Linked DNA regions of Mus musculus: region 1 is linked to region 2. The links are chromatin contacts, called in public HiChIP or PLAC-seq maps. All regions are on one chromosome and are shown on one strand. Each heading gives the region's core, a stretch centred on a gene start, on an enhancer-like site or on the middle of the called end of the contact. The rest is flanking DNA. Distances are from core to core; before and after follow the strand shown.

What was found. HiChIP or PLAC-seq counts read pairs in DNA pulled down with a chosen protein or histone mark.
Region 1: an H3K27ac HiChIP or PLAC-seq map of T-cell acute lymphoblastic leukemia shows a contact between it and region 2, with 2.9 times the contacts expected there. The contact joins two enhancer-like sites. A contact is called at or near these places in 1 of 39 promoter capture datasets (liver), 2 of 115 datasets of contacts at active chromatin or transcription factors (T-cell acute lymphoblastic leukemia and embryonic stem cells) and 2 of 9 other capture datasets (embryonic stem cells and liver).

The regions. Positions count from the first base shown.
Region 1 is chr2:153,465,951-153,471,083 of GRCm38.p6, reverse strand. Nol4l (nucleolar protein 4-like) reads left to right here. Exons shown (of 11, transcript NM_001134300.2): 4 at 287-396. Among named protein-coding and RNA genes, the nearest start is that of Nol4l, 61 kb to the left of the region's middle. Within about 2 kb of position 1,578, at least 39 of the 459 cell types and tissues checked have an H3K27ac peak or open chromatin away from gene starts, as enhancers often do. A contact at or near this core is called in T-cell acute lymphoblastic leukemia, where this site is marked.
Region 2 is chr2:153,043,411-153,048,916 of GRCm38.p6, reverse strand. The region is part of intron 1 of Xkr7 (X-linked Kx blood group related 7); the gene reads right to left. The region is part of intron 1 of Gm32286 (a long non-coding RNA gene); the gene reads left to right. Among named protein-coding and RNA genes, the nearest start is that of Gm32286, 6.6 kb to the left of the region's middle. Within about 2 kb of position 2,931, at least 29 of the 459 cell types and tissues checked have an H3K27ac peak or open chromatin away from gene starts, as enhancers often do. A contact at or near this core is called in T-cell acute lymphoblastic leukemia, where this site is marked.

The DNA.
Region 1 (5,133 bases), core at 329-2,828, 420 kb before region 2:
ACACACATGTCCTGCCTGTAAGAAGTGGCAGCTACAGGGCCACATGGTTGTCACAGGAATCCTGTGTGACAGACCTTTCATTTCTTTTGAAACAGCCAAGTCTCACTTTTTTTTTAAAAACTGGCACCTAACTGGCAAGCATTTTCAACACTGTGTGCTGCACAGCACACAGGTGGACAGGTGGACAGCGAGTGGCCGCTAGCCCTCTCCTTGACGGAGGCAGCCTCTCACCCCACCCTCATTCCATGCAGGGACTGAAAGGGGTTTTCTTTTGTTTTTGCTGCAGAGAATGAGCCTCCATCCCCTCTGGTGTCTGGCATTATTGATTACAACATGCCCCTCACCTCTACCTACTTGAAGCAGATGAAGCTGCGAGTGATGAACTCTCAGGAGCAGGTAAGGTGCCTGCTCTCTCCCTCAGAGGCCAGGAGGCTGACCTTGCCTGGTTGTGGCTGAGACTTTCCAGGGCTTGGGGCCCACAGCAGCCTGGATAAACACGAGCAAATAAAAAGACAGTTCTGTGGTCATCTGGTCCCACAGCTAGCAGAGAAGGTGGGAGCATGCTCACCCTGTGAGTGTCTTCTGAACCGTGGAGGCTCAGCCTTGCCGGGCTCTCTCAAGGACCTGCTAGGGACAAATGCTTCAGAGCCACAGACCTTAACTCTCAGGGTCTCCCCACTGTTACACCACTGGTTGCTTGCCAGTGGCCTCTGTCATTCTTGGGTCCCAGGAAGATGGGCCTTGGAGGTTAGACTGGGCTAGATAAGGCCTTGGAGCTCCCTGGTTGTCCAAGACTCCTAGATGAGGTTTGCCAAGGGCTGTCAGGCACCATGAAAACAAGCTCTGAAAACTCCCCACACATTCCACTTGCTGACCTCCCACAAAGCAAAGCCTGTCTCTGAAAGAGAACCTGGGTGAGCACTGTCCTCTCCCTCTGCTGCAACCGAAACCAGGGCGCTCCTTCCTTCCTTCATCTCAAGTGCAGCCCCCACCTATGCTTACATCAAGTCCCCAAGGCTTTAACTAAGGGAAGGGGCACTTGCTTCCACATGGAATCCAGGTCAGAACTCTTGGTTTCTGCTGTCTTGCATCGCAAGCCTCCTTGACAGTGTGAACATGTGGGGGTGGGGGAAGGCTTGTGGCTGGGCCTGGATGTGGAGGCGGTGAGTCTGTGCTAGAGCTGGGCCTGTGCTACCTACAGTGAGCATTCAGGCTGCCCCACCCCCACCCCAATCCTGTTTCTTGAGGCTAAAGGAAGGAAGCCAGCTTTTTTTGCAGGGGGGTGGGGGGCATCTCTCACTTCCATGTTTTCCCTCTCATCCAACAGTGACTGTCCTAGGATGGTTGCTGTTGATGGCAGTGTGCTGGGGTGGGGGTGGGGGCACTGCATGGTTTCTGCTGTGGGGTAGTAGTCTCAGGGTGCCATTGTTAGTGCTTAGGAAATCTCATTCCCACTGTGCAGTTCTCTGGTGACTACTGAAGAGGAGGAGGAATTGTGCCCTTTGTTTTCCTATAACCATCCACAGTGTCACTGCTCACATAAACCACACAGACAGCTGAGAGCAGTGCCACATGGCCTTTTCTCTCCTGGGACAGGCAGCTGGATCTGGGTCACTGCCGGGGCCAACGTGGTCAGTGTGGTGTGCAGATGTGGCCTCTCCTCTGTAAATCCTGTCAGGTTTTGTTTGCTTTTAAAATCTTAACTGTAGTTTCTCTTGTATTGGTAGAAGGTGGTGGTGAGAGGGATTAACAAAGGTGAGGCTTTTTCTGTGAGCTGGGCTCTAGTGCCTAGCAGGTAGCTATAGCTATTGAGGAAGTGACAACTGGACACAGTGGTGCTATTGAGAAGGTTTTGGGATATGGGTACTTGGTGTCCATTGGAGGGTCTGTGGCAGGCAGGGAAGGCTTGCCGCAGGAAAGAAGGCCACCATTTATGCTAGATATGAAAAGAAAGAAAATTTCCATACCATAGGGGGAAACCTATGCAAAGGCCCCCTGGTCAGGGAAGGACAGAGTCTGTACAAGTCCCTAACAGAGGCTGCACACTGGACCAGAATGTGGGAGGGAAAGGGTCAACTCTCAGCCACTCAACGAACGCTAGGCAAGTATCTGGCAAGACAAAGCTCATGGACTGATTGTCCTGGCCAGACTCAAGCTACTCCCACAACAAGACTGCGGGAGTCATTGTCTCCAAGTGCTCAGCAAGTCTGGGAGTGCAGAGACTCAGAGTAACCAGCTTCCCCTGTCTGTGGGGAGTGGGGGAGAGGGCAGGCCCTACTTGGGCACTGGCAGGTGAAGCAATGTCAATGTCCCATCTTTCTTTGAGCCTCCCACCCACCTGTCAATCTCCAGCTCCCTATGATCAGCAAGGAGCTGCAAAGCCTTGGTCTCCATTGCCCTGCTTTAAGGCTGGCACAACGGAAAAAAACAAGCATCACTGCTGTGGATTGTTTAATCTACAGCAGCAAAGAAGGGGCCAAGGATCAGAGTCCTTGATGCCCCTTCTTGAGTTGAAACTAAAAATCCATATCCTTGCATTAGTAGCCTGTTCCTCACACACTGGAGGTAGACAGGGTCCTCCTTAGGACAAGTGGAGGACTATTTGGCCTGAGTTCTGCCTGTCCCATCCCACGTCCCTTGCAAGACCACTCTGACCACAGAGGCCACAACTGGCACCTGTAGTATTTGCAAGCTGCTAGTGTGAGTTATGAGGAAGGCAAAAACAGTCTCCAGGCACTGGGGCAGGATAGATAATGTCAGTGTAATCACAGCCCTGGAGGACCAACAGCTCAATCAGACCTTTTGGGGATTTCTAACATTTGCACTCCAGGAGACACCAGGGAGGCAGGGCATATGCAACATGTACACCCTCACCTTGTTCTGGCAGACAGTGAGAGGGAGCAGGGTTTTCTTGCAGCTGGCCAGTGTTTGATCCAAGTTAATATGCTGGGCACTTAGTCCTTCTCTATAAAGATACTAGGAAATATGGACACCTGGCACCTGGTAACCCTACCCCTCAACATACACACACAAAAGAAAACTCCAATGGTAATAGTAACACAAAGGAAGGAGATTCTTCTTGAGGTCTGATTCAGTGCAGCAAATATTGTTGTTAAGTTTCCTCATTTCACAAGATGGTCTGGGTTAAGTGGCATTCTCTACAGGGACCTCCTCAAAGAGAATTACTCCTGGAGCTGTCATCAGAGTGGCTACAAGGAGCTGAAAAATTGGGATATAGTGTCAGAAGAGGTTTTATTTTTCTGCCAGGTGAGGTGGCCCATGCCTTTAATCTTGGCACTTGGAAGGTAGAGGCAGAAAGATCTCAAGTTCAAAGCTAGCTGAGTTCAAAACCACAAATTCTCACAAACTCCTCTAGAGATGCAGAATTGAAGCCACGCTGGTTGTACAGTTGATAAACTTATCTTCTTAGAGGAATCAGGGTATGGAGATGTGGCAAGCCATGAGGGAACAGCTGAGAGCCTTCCACAAGAAGGTTGCATCCTAGACAGGGTGCAGGCTGAGTCAGAACAGAGTGACCTGTCAGTTTCCAAGTCCCCTCCAGAGTGTGCTCAAGGCAGAGTCACCCACTTACTGCCTTTTGCCTTCTCTTGTTTTTTCATTCTTTTGTAATTAAATATCACAGAGACTGTTTAAAAAAGAAAAAAACAAACAAAAACAAAAGAGAAAGAGAGAGAGAGAGAGAGAAAGAAAGAAAGAAAAAAGGAAAAACCCAACAAGACAAAACACACAAAAGCCTGAGGACAGTGACAAAGATTCCCAACAATCTCACCCAGCCCTTTCCACTTCTACCCATTCCAGAAGCACCTTGCTGGCTTTGCATCCTACCCTCCAACCCCCTACCCCATGCCTCATCCCACAGTTCCCACCCCACCCCCACCTCATTCCCCCACCCCACAGCTCCCACACCAACCCCACCCCCAACCCATGACCCACTCCCCACCTCTCACAGCAACCCCACCCCCACCCCATGCCCCAACATCCACCTCCCATGCCATGCCACGCCTCCCTTTTTTTTTTTTACTTTTCTGCTGCTGATTCTTTTTCTGGAAGGTGAAGTTTCCGGGTGAAGTTTCCAGGTATCACTTGTACATTCTGTCATCTACTCATTTGCATATTCACACATATATTATCCAACCCTCCATTCATCTGTCCTTTGTTGTTCTGTGATCTAGGCACTGGTAAAGATGCTAAGGAGGTGGCCTGGCCTGTGCCTGCGTGGTACCACAGCTCTGTGAAAGATAAGGGGAACTCAAGGCAATTAATTGTGTGGGCCTGCAGAGAGATCTCAGCAGTGAGTGCTAGTGGGTCCTCAACACAGAGGGACTGTCAACTGGTGCCTGCTCTGTGTCCAGTGTGTCCGGTTGATCCTTTGTACAAAGAACTTGCATATCACTCTCGTGCTACACATTTGATGGTCAGGCTTAAAATCACAGTCACCACTTGGGAGGCAGAGGCAGGCAGATTTTTGAGTTCCAGGACAGCCTGGTCTACAAAGTGAGTTCCAGGTCAGCCAGGGCTATCCAGAGAAACCCTGTCTTGAAAAACCAAAAAAAAAAAAAAAAAAAAAAAAAAAAAAAAAAAAAATCACAGTCACTAGGGCTGGAGAGATGGCTCAATGCTTAAGAGTACTGGCTGCTTTTCCAGAGGTCCTGAGTTCAATTCTCAGCAACCACATGGTGGCTCATAACCATCTGTAATGGGATCCAATGCCCTCTTCTAATGGGTCTGAGGACAGTGATGTTGTAAAACAAATAAACAATTAAAAAAAAAAAAAGACCACAGTAACTAAAATAATTAAAAACCCATGTCCTTCCCATCCCCAAGCCTGTTTGAGGCGCACTGCCTAGATAGAGGTGTTTGGGTGGAAAGCAGAGAGAAAGTGCTGTGAACATCCCACAGTTCCCACCCCACCCCCACCCCATTCCCCCACCCCACAGCTCCCACACCAACCCCACCCCCAACCCATGACCCACTCCCCACCTCTCACAGCAATCCCACCCCCACCCCATGCCCCAACATCCACCTCCCATGCCATGCCACGCCTCCCTTTTTTTTTTACTTTTCTGCTGCTGATTCTTCTTCTGGAAGGTGAAGTTTCCAGGTATCACTTGT
Region 2 (5,506 bases), core at 1,682-4,181:
CGGCTTCAATTGCCCTTCCTCTGGAACAGGGCTGTGCCCCCTATGTGCACCACAGCCACCAGGATGAAAATCCCAAAGGCAAGATGGCAGAATACTGGCCGTGTTGGGGTGTGTCCCAGCCCTGCCCTGGACCCTGCTTTATGGCCTTGGGTAGTTTCAGCTTTCCTGAATCTTTCTTCTTCCTCATTGTAAGCATCAAATGATAAAGAGTTAACAGTAATTTACAAATTGTAGATGGATGTGCACATAGCATCGGTGGAGAGAAGAGGAACATGTTTTGGGTGGGGGGTCTCTGGCTCCTGTGGCTACCGAGCGACTGCTCTTGAAACCTCCTCTAGGAATTCTATTGCTCGCTACACCCTGCTCGGTTTGAAAGTTGAAAGAAGCAGATGTCACAGTGGATGGGGCTGATAACACCCACACAGGACACCCCACCTCAAGGCAAAGAAACTAGACTTTGTTTTCCTCCAAAATGCATCCAGTGCCATTTCCAACCACCTCTCGGGTGGGCGCCACCAATTGGTACAAAGCGCCCTTCATCTCTTGCCAGGACAACCAACCACATCAGCCTTCCCTTCTCCGTGGGTCTCCTCCATCCGCTCCTGCCCCCTACAGTCCGTTCTCTGCATAGCAATCAGTGGAGAATTCTAAGAGACCTACAGATCTGGTCACTCACTTTCTGGAAGCCATACACAGGCCTCTTATCACACTTGGAACGAAACCCAAGCTTCTCCCAACCATCTGGCCTGCTCATCTCTCTATCTCAAACCACTGTCTGCTTGTTCTCCATACCCCAGCTGCAGCGGGAGTTCCCTGCCAGACTCGCTCCAGACTCAGGGCTTTGCACTCGCTCCGTGCTTCCCCACATCCTGCTCTGCCTGGCTCCTCATCCGCTCCCTAACACATCCTTAGAGGAGTCCACCCATCCCACATTGGCACCTCCCACCGCTAAGGTTCATTCTAGTCCATCCCATCCCTGCCTTCCTTCTGGTCCTCCAGCCTTCATCTCCCGATTGCAGGTGTGAGACGCCACATTCTGTTTATGAAGCGCTGGGATCAGTCCCAGGGCTTTGTGGATGCTCTGCGAGCATTCGACCAGCTGAGGTCCATCCTCAGCCCCTAGACAGTTTCTTTCTATTCTGTCACTGGTGCTCTATGAGGCAGAGGCCTTGTTTGTAATGGTCACCAGAGTCTCCTCTGCTTTCGCACAGGTAGAAGACAGGTATAAATGTTGAATGAACTGATAAATGAATCTTGTGTGTGTGTCCTTCCTGGTCTTAGCAGACCCTGGGCTTCCCTGTCTCAGTCCGCACAGAGCCAGAACACCTCCCGGCACTCCACTCCTGATTCATTCTGTTGTTCTTCCTCCAGGAAGTCTTCCCTGGTGCCTCTTTCTGATTATCAGATGCTAGTGGCCTGAAGGCCGGAATGAGCAGCCAGTGCAGCTAGTGCAGCCAGTGCCTTTAACCAAAAGCCAATTACAGGGCTATGGAGACGTCTATTGGGACTGAACTTCTGGTTCCTAGCCTTTTTTTTTTTTTTTTTTTTTTTTTTGAGATAGATTCTTGCTATATAGCTCTGGCTGGCCTGGAATTTGCTAAATAATCCAGGATGGCCTTGAATTCATGAGATTGCTCCTCCTTTATCCTCCCAAGAATTGGGATTGTAGATGCAAATCCTGTTGTGTCATTTCTGACTTCCTGTCTCTAAACCAAACAAAATATCATTGCATTTCTTGTTAATTATGTGTGAGTGTGTGTGTGTGTAGGCATGTGTGTGCCATGTGTGGAGGTTGGTATGTGTGTATGTAGGCATGTGTATTCCATGTGGGGAGGTTGGTGTGTGTGTGTGTGTGTGTGTGTGTGTGTGTGTCATGTGTGAAGGTTGGGGGACATCCTGTGGGAGTCAGCTCTTTCCTTCTCACATGTGAGACCCAGGGACCAAAATCAAGTGGTCAGGCCTGGTAGTAAGTGTCTTTGCCTTCTGAGCCATCTTGCCAGCCTCCAGTTCACTGTCTCATGCATGCTAAGAGAGGAAGCTTGGTCTAGAAGAGGAAGCCGAGGAACCAATAAGCATAAACAGGTGGGGCTGGGAGCAAAACAGGCCTGGTCTGCGAAAACAGAGAGGCCAACAGTTAGTGTTGGAATCCACCTACTCTGGGTTCATGGCTCCCTCAGAACCCTGTGACCTCCGTGAGTGGGCAGCAGGGTCAGTAAGTGGGCAGAATTCACTCTTCTTTCCCTATCAGGTCGCTCCTCTGACCAGCATCTTTCAGAGCCCAAGGGGTTTGCTTTAATGGCGAGAAGTAGGGGGTCACTGTTCCAGAGAAACTTGAGTTCAGCCCCCAGCTTACCCCATCTGTCTCCTGTGAGGTGAAGTTTCTGTCATTGGTTTTAATCTCCATTCAGACAGGCAAACATGGCCTCAGACAACAGATCATTGTTGGTGGTGTCTCCCCTTGAACATCGATCATCTCTATCTATCTATCCCTTTACTGTGGCCAGCCAGTCTGTGGGCCTCTTACCATCCCGCCCGTCTATGCTGTACCATCCTGTTCTTCAGACCCTGCATTCATCTGACAGTCTGACCTACACTCTGGGGCCAGCCTGTCTGCCCTGTGGATACACGCTTCTTTTTTTCTTTTTCCTCTTGTGGGTCTCTCTGCCTGGGGCTTCCAGTCCTTCACTAACTGGTCCATCTGCTGGCCTACTGCTCAGCTCATGGCTCAGCATGACTGCCCGTTTTCCAGCCGTCCTCTCCTGCTTGATTCTCTTCTTCCTGACTCTGGGTTCTTCTCTTGTCTGTCTGTGTCTCTCACATCCTCAGCTCTCCCATCTGTCGGTCTCTGGTCTCCGAGTTTCTGAGCCTGTGTTCTCGCCCCTCCCCACTCCCCCTCAGGGCTCTGAGCCAAAACCACAACAGCTTCCAGAGGCTCCCCCGCTCTGCCCGCTCTATCCAGGAAGCAGCCTGCAGGCCTGCTAAAGACCCCTGTCTCCAAGATGGGCCCTGCCTGACACCTGCAGGTTGAGGGTGGGGGCTAACCCTCCGAGTCCTTCACCTCTTTGTAGGATGATGGACCATGTGCAGGGCTTACAAATAACGATAACGATAACCCACATCAAGCACCAACCTTCCAGCACAACTGGGAAACCAGAAAGTGGTAATGTGGTACCAGCCAGACGTAAGCAAGGCATCTTAAAGTTGTCTGCTCACAGGCTTTGTCAGGAAAGAAACCTGGTACTTTCTAACTAGGCATGATCATACTTGCTTATAAGCCTGTTCGTGGGAAGCTGAAGCAGGAGGATTGCTGCTCTGAGGCCAGCCTAGGTTATATAGAGTGAGACCCTATCTCAAACTTCAACACAAGTAAGCTGAGGCAGAAGGATTCCTGTGAATCCAACACCAGCCTGTGCTTCATAATAAATCCCAAGTTAATATATGCTACATAATGAGACTCTTGTTTCAAAACAAAACAAAAAGTCAGAATTGCTAACTAGAGAAAGTTGGTAATTTCTGGCAAAGTTGGCTTTCCCACGGAAGCTGCCCCTAAGAACAGAGGGCCAGAAAAGATCTGTCTGGCTAGGTGAGATCAATGGGCAGTTTCTTTTCTGGGTGTGTGTGTGGGGGTGGGTGGGGGGGTGTCTCCACCCACTGCAGAAAGTAACTGCCATTCATTCAATATATTCTATTTTGTACCTTGCTAAAATCTTTACTGCAGCCATGTGACTTCTGTGACTAGGAGCCCATCTTCTGATGGAAAAACTGAATACCATCAAAAGAAAGGTTCATTTGGTGTGTGTGTGTGTGTGTGTGTGTGTGTACCTGTGTGTGTGTGTATCTCTGTGTGTGTATGTATCTGTGTGTGTGTGTACCTGTGTGTGTGTGTATCTCTGTGTGTGTATGTATCTGTGTGTGTGTGAGTTTGTGTGTGTGTGTGTGTGTGTGTACTGGGGAGTGATCCCAGAGCTAAGCATGTGCTCCTTCGTTGAACTATCTTCTTAGCCCCATTTATTTTCTCAACACTTCTGAGTACCTACTATGTGCCAAGAACTATGGTAGACACAGGGGTGAGCAAGAGCGATTCAACCCATTTGTCGGCACTATTTTTAATAATGAAGGCCTGGGCACTGATTCAATCATTGTGTAAGTGGGAGAAAACCATGTTCCATAGACTCCAGTGATGGTCCAGACCAGGTCTTGTGCTACAGCATAGAGAATACCAGAGGGAGTGGGGAAGGCTCTACAGTCAGGGAAGAGTCTCTGGAAGTGTTGATTGCTGAGGAGTCTGAAGTAGGTACAGGAGCTAAGCAGGTGGGAAGGGGAGAGGAGAGGGGATTTTGATAGAGGAAACAACTTGAGCAAAGGTCTTTATCTCATGACCCAGGAAGGTTTTAAAGATGGCAGCAGTTTTAGAGGTAAAAGCTGTGGAGAACTCACTAGATGGAGTGGAGGTTAGGTCAGTTGCCAGGTCAGAGAAAACAATGGGCTTTTATGAAAAAAGGAGACAGTTATCAGACATTTGGAGGAGGGACTCTGCCCAGCTCCAACATCAAGAAAGCAATGGAGCTGTGTCTCAGGACACAGAGATGTCCCTCATTTCACCAGGGAGTGGATCAAGCTGAGCAGGGGAACCCAGACCCCACCTGTAGGTTTTGCAGGATAGCCCAGGAAGAATGGCTTCAACACCCCCCTCCTGTTGGTTTACGCCTCAATTCTGAGCACTCCTGCAAGGATGAGAAAATAGGCCCTTCCTGGGGTTGGCAGCCAAAAGAATCCTAAATGTCAGCAAAGAATGTGATTTTACACGTTTGGCTCCCATTTCATGTGGTGCTGGGAGCCAGGCTGTCTCCCTTCTCCTTCACAGCCCCTGAAGAGTCACAGCCCCTCTTCTTTGCTGGCACCAGGCCAGACACTTCCGGCCACTGATTTTAGGTCTTAGCTAAAAACCTGTGACTTTCTCCCATCCCATCCTCTCTCACCAGCTCCCAGCCAGTGTCCATGTTCTTGCTCAGTAGAAAAGCAGAAAGCTGCTCTGGGGCAACCATATTTGGGACCAGGCTTCTCACAGCTCCCTTTCTCTGGGCCTCAACTTTGCCAGCTATGTTATGGGTTAGTGATGTGCAAGAGAGACTAAAGCTCAGAGCCCTGTGCTCTGAAGGTTCTGAAGGTCCTTTGCTTTCCCCCAAGCCCCATGTCCCATCCTGTCCCTCGCTCCTGGGTGGAGCTAGGATGTCAAGAGACAGTGGGGAGGGGCCTTGATTCCAATCTCCTGGTGATGTTTGAAGGTATCTGGAACCTAATGCAGACAGAAAGAATCACACCTGGCTGTTTGTGGTCTCACAGAAATTCCGGAAGTAGATTTGGAGTTTCTGACTGGGGCGCTATAGCGGCATAGCCTATCTAAAGAGGCAGCCTGTTTCAGCTCTAACCACCCACCCTGGGAGAAGATACAGTTCAAAAGGCAGGGGCGTCATTTTGTTTTCCCTTCTAACCTTTTCAAGTCCAG